2 separate regions of the Mus musculus genome follow, and region 1 is linked to region 2. The links are chromatin contacts, called in public promoter capture Hi-C maps. All regions are on one chromosome and are shown on one strand. The core of a region is the stretch at or near the end of the contact, and the rest is flanking DNA. Distances in the headings are between cores, read along the strand shown. Region 1 holds the start of Pmm2 (phosphomannomutase 2). Region 2 holds the start of Rogdi (rogdi homolog).

Region 1 (2,700 bases), core at 176-2,675, 3.6 Mb before region 2:
TGTTCTTTTTGTTAAATGGAAATCTTGTCAAATTGCCTTCTAAATATTTATGTTTATATCCATAGATTAATGCCACTCTCAAGCCTGGTAAGAAAAGTTTCTCTTTGTAGTGGCAGTGGTCAATGCAGACGCATACCTGGACAAAGTGCTAAGAATAAGTGCCCTTTATCAACCCTGTCCAGGCTCAGGGGACAGAAAGAATGTAAGAGCCAGAGGACGGGGAGGAGCGTGGCGAATGAAATGCTGTCTTCTGGACATTATATGGCTGTTGCCTGCATGAATTCAGCAACTGTGGTTCCCTGCACAAGATCAAGTCAGTTAACATTCCAGCATGGGTGATATGTTGCCCATCACTTGGGGTGTGTTAGTGTGTAGCACTAACTGGACTTAGTGAGGTATTAAAATAAGAATTTTAAAAAGGACATGAAAATGGAAGAGGGATGTGTGAGTAGGTGTTCCCCAGAGGGAGCACAGGAAGGTTGGGGGTGAATATGATCAGATACACTGTACACATGTAATTGCAAAGGAATAAAAAAATTAAAAAGATAAGACTCACATATCTAAGGTTACACACACTTAACATGGGCTTCTGGAACAGTCCACGAAATCTAAAAGGAGTGGGGCAGAGACACCCAAGCTATTTAAGCCCAGTGTCAAGTTTGAGTGATTTCTGCTCAACCACGAATTTGTGTATAGGAGGCAGAAAGAATGTCATCACCACAACGAAACCACACAAACTTATCTTTGGCCCTAACAGCAAAATCTGTTAGCGGAACAAAGTCCCATTGGATCCTTGATCCTTTCAGCAAACAGCCTATTACTACCTGGGTCCCCATTGCTGCAGGGGCTCACTTTTGAGGCCTGATCTGGCGAGGAACTGTCATGAATTTCAGTGATCCTCACCAAAACATCCCAAGCAACAGGCAATGCCCCAGTTAAAGTGGCTTCAAGGGCTCCGAGAAAGATTTGCTGAAGGTCAGACGACTGAGAACCTGCCTTTGGTATATTAGAAGAGACAGCCAAAGGTGACAGGGCTGGGGAGGCGAAACAGCAGGTCAGAGGGCCGAGGCTGGAGTTCAAGCCAGGTCACCAGCCCCGAGGGCCCGAGAAGAAACTCAGGCCCGAACTTTCAGACTCTGAACACGTTTCCTACTCGGAAGGTTTTTTGGGGGCCCCCTCCCTGCGCACCCCACTCAGGACCCCGCTCAGGACTCGCGTCTCCTGGTTCCCGGACAGTCGTTACCGCGGTCTAGGGCAGCAAGGGCTCTGCTCCACCACCGCGAGCCTCCCGGGCGCCGCCTACCTGCCGCGGGGCAGTCAGGGTCCCATCCATGTCGAAGAGACAGAGAGTGGCCATTTCTCCAGTCAGAAACCTCGACCGCACCAGGAACTCTACCCGGAACTCTACCCGGAACTTCCGGGTCCGCTCCGAGCCCTGGAGTTCCAAGGCACCATGGGAAGATTCCCTAATGGTTCACAGAACACCGGTGGCGGTTACAAAATTTGAACTACAGTTCCCAAGCCATAGTAATTTTTTTTTTTTTTTTTGAATTAGCGCATGCGGGTTTTTAACCGCCCGCGCATGCGCCCTTCAACTTTCCGGTGACAAGTACAGCGTGCGTCCTGTAGCAGGCGGCGGGCTCATGGTAGGAATGTCAGGAGGGAACGCGCTCCCCGTCCCCGGTCGGGTCTAGGACTGGCAGGCAGGACGCCTGGGCTGACCATTCGGGAAACCGGCCAGTGGAAGGCCAGAGTCTATTAGCTTGGGCTGTTTTCCTGCTTTGTCCCGGGCCCTTGGGTCACGTGGACGGTCTGCGTCGCTGCCACTTCGTACGTACACACCCGGTTCAGAGCTTAAGAGCCGTGTCTCCCTCAGCGTATTCTGAGGTTTTCTTTGGAAGGGTGAAGAAGGATGCACAGCTAGTGTCCTCTTGACTCCAAAGCCCAGAATCTGCTCACTCCAGAGAACCACAGGCAGTGTGTTGAGGGCCTCCGTGCCTCACGTCTCTGCTTCCTTCCCAGACAGGTTAATGATACAAAGAGGTTCTCTGGCCGCGCAAGGCACTCGGAGAACTGCAGAGGTCCTGTGATAAGTACCCCACGGCTTTGTTGTGTGGGGTTCTGACACCGATTGATTTACCCCTTAAGGAAGGGCGGTCCTTCAAGTCCGCTGTTGCCCGGTCTCTAGTGAATAGCTGAAACGACAGGTTTTCTATGTTCATTTAGACCTGCCTAGGAGGAAGGGCCCGTCCGAGCTCCAGACTGCCCGTGTTTCCCTGTACTTGGGGCTGTGAGGTGGGGTGGGGGAGGGCTTAGGTTCTTAAAAATGTTTTTGTTGTTTTGTTTTAATCTTGTGTGTTTAGTTTGTGTGCATATGCTTGTGCTTTGGCATACGGGGCTCCAGGACGTACTGCGTGAGTAATTTCTCTTCCTTCACCGTGTTGGCCTGAGGGATCAAATTCAAGTTACCCGGTTTGGTACCAAGCACCTGTACTAGATGGGCTATCTCACTAACTGCGACTAGGGTTTTGTTTGTTTAGTTGTAAAAATGGGAGAAGGTACCTATTTAGAATAGAATTCCACCAAAAAAAAAAAAAAATTAAGTGTCTGGCTTTATCACTTTCCTCTGGAAGTCATGGTGACTTTCCAGGAGCGGTTGAAGCCCTTCTGGGAGATGCTTTGTCTTGTTCATTGTGTGAT
Region 2 (2,700 bases), core at 132-2,631:
CCAGCATAGCCACATAGACCCCTCTTCAGGGGGAGCAGAGTCTACAGTCTTCTGTCCTGAGCCTGTTCCTCCCAGGAGGTTTCATTTGGATTTGCATTCCAGCCCAAGGGAAGGGGCCGTAAGGGCCTTGGGAGCAGTGAAGTGTATGGGCGGCTCCTTCCTGTTTCCATTACGCCAGGCTCTTGAGCTGGGCTACCTGTTCAGCCTGCTCTACACAGGTCCCCTGCATGTCCCTCTTCCCCTTTTCCTTCCATGGAGATATTTCTGTCCCATCCTCTTTTGACCCAGCCCCAGCCTGATCAACACCAATAATAAGCATTTCCTAGATGAGCATTTCCTAGGCTGGGCTTTTGATGAGGAACCTTACTTCTGCCAGTGGTTCCAAGTTCTGGGTTTTTTGGGACTTGAAGCATTTCTCCTTGAAGAGGGGACCAGAGAGGCTTAGAATGTCACACGAGAGGAATCACCCGAGGAAGCCTTCCTCCTCATGAGTTTGGATTTTCAAAGCCACGATTTAACTTTTCCATCTGGGATAAGGATCTCAGGACATGGGCACGGGGCAGGGGATGCTTGTGGAGTTCAGTGCAATTGTCCATTCACTGGGATGCTGAACAGTTTCTGTCTGGACACAGCCTGTCTTGGTCCTGGGGGCTGGGGGTGGGGAAGATGCTGTAAGAAAACCGGTTAGTCAATGTTGTCTTAATATTGTTGACAATTCTGTAAAGTTCCTTTTTATGACTATTTCTGTTTAAGCTATTTCACCTTTCATTTTGAAACCCTTTCCTTTTATGGAGAAAATGTGACACTGTGGAAATGCTTGTAAGAAAGCCCCTACTCCCGCTTTTCCTTGAAATGACAGATCTAGGTGATTACGGTTGTGAATTTTTATTTTCACTTTGTTTTTAATGAACATTTGTCTTTCAGAATAGGATTGTGTGATAATGTTTAAATGGCAAAAAAACAAAACATGATTTTGTGCAATTAACAAAGCTACTGCAAGAAAAAAAAATAAAACATTTCTTGGTACCATAACTGTATCATTGTACCCAAATGCTAGGGGGACCTAGGTAGGAGCCAACTCACCTGATTCTTTCCCGGTGGAACCCTGGGCGGGCTCCATCTAGCCGGACAATACTGGAATAACTTGATGGACGGCCCCGCCGACCAATCAGTGGTGGCCAAAGCCCGGGTCCCTGCTGAAAAACAGGGATTGAGGCGGGCGGATAGAAGGCGAGGCGTGGCCTATCCGTCTAGCCACTCACCAGCCAGGACTAGAAGCTACAGCCAGTCGCTTGAGGCGTAGCCGGCTTGAGGGCGGAGCTTGTGCCCTATTTGCCAATCGGTCACGGGAGGAGGCGAAAAAGGGGCGGGCGTTGCGCGCCAAGCTCCTGACTACAGACCTCAGAGACGGTGCGCGGCTAGGAGGATGGCGACCGCGATGGCTGCGAGCGCCGCGGAGCGGGCAGTACTGGTGGGACGCGCTCGGCGGGCAGGGGGCGGCGGGCGGCCAGCCGACCGGCGGCGGGGATGGGATGGGTTTGACGCCGCGCTGTCCGCAGGAGGAGGAGTTTCGCTGGTTACTGCACGCTGAGGTGCACGCCGTGCTGAGACAGCTGCAGGACATCCTCAAGGTAACGCTCCCGCTGGTCCCGCCCGGCCTGCCATCCTTCCTATCCACCGGGTCCTGCCAATCGCACACAGCAGATGCTGAGCGTGACCCGTGCAGATACCCACTTCTGAGAGTACAGTTCAGACGCAGACATGCTGGCATGTAATTACACAAGCAGTGGGCACCAGGTCTTGAGTGTGAACTATCTTCGAAACTGACATTTATCTGTGAGCAAGCAGGGTAGTGGTGAAAGCTTGTGATTTCAGCACTCGGAAGAGTGAGGCTAGAGGTTCATGAGTTAGAAGCCAGCCTTAGGCTCCATTGTGAAACACTGTCTCAAACAAAACAGTCTCAAAACAACACTGATAATCCGAGCTCTGAAGTGATCTCAGCCAAGTTACCCGGATTTCTGAGCCTGTTCCCTTACCCTAACCAGGCTCACACGTCTGTTTGTGAAGATAAATAAACTATCTCACAGAATGCCTAGGACAGTAACCTAGCAAAGCCTGTTACTGTGACTACTGATTGTCTGATTCGGGGACTCTGCTCCCCACACATATCACAGCACTCCAGCTTTCTAGGCACTGTGCCTCTCTGTTCTGTGTTCCACCTGGCTGCTCATGATATACTCAGGACTGGAATGAACGGGTCTGAGCTCATAAAATCTTGGAGGTTTAGTAGGGCAGAGGCAGAGGGGCCAGGTCAGGCCTGCCCTCCTCGTCCCTTCCCCTGCTAACCTGGCAAAGTATCCAGGCCTTGGAATGGAACACTGGCCAGACTGAGGTGAGGTGTTGGGACTGCGCTGTCTTCCACAGGAGGCCTCTCTCCGCTTCACTCTCCCAGGCCCCAGCACCGAGGGCCCTGCCAAGCAGGAGAACTTCATCCTGGGCAGCTGTGGGTGAGCTGGGTTGGGCAGGAGCCTTTGGAAGGGGTGTACACCTGGGGGGAGGAAATGCCCAGGGTACGGTGGGGCAGCCTGCAAGGGGAGGGAGCAGTAGCAGGCGCTCCTCTGACTCGTGTGTGTTACAGCACAGACCAGGTGAAAGGGACTCTGACTCTGCAAGGGGATGCCCTCAGCCAAGCGGTGAGTC

Evidence for each region. Promoter capture Hi-C pulls out the DNA fragments that hold promoters and counts their contacts.
Region 1: a promoter capture Hi-C map of cranial neural crest shows a contact between it and region 2. The contact joins the promoter of Pmm2 here to the promoter of Rogdi in region 2.

The regions. Positions count from the first base shown.
Region 1 is chr16:8,636,432-8,639,131 of GRCm38.p6, reverse strand. Pmm2 (phosphomannomutase 2) reads right to left here and starts at 1,425. Exons shown (of 9, transcript NM_016881.3): 1 at 1,304-1,425. The coding sequence starts at 1,357. Tmem186 (transmembrane protein 186) reads left to right here and starts at 1,421. Exons shown (of 2, transcript NM_025708.5): 1 at 1,421-1,646. The coding sequence starts at 1,644.
Region 2 is chr16:5,012,234-5,014,933 of GRCm38.p6, reverse strand. It overlaps Rogdi (rogdi homolog), which reads left to right and starts at 1,381. Exons shown (of 11, transcript NM_133185.2): 1 at 1,381-1,471; 2 at 1,560-1,631; 3 at 2,425-2,507; 4 at 2,639-2,693. The coding sequence starts at 1,427. Glyr1 (glyoxylate reductase 1 homolog (Arabidopsis)) reads left to right here. Exons shown (of 16, transcript NM_001079814.1): 16 at 1-1,032.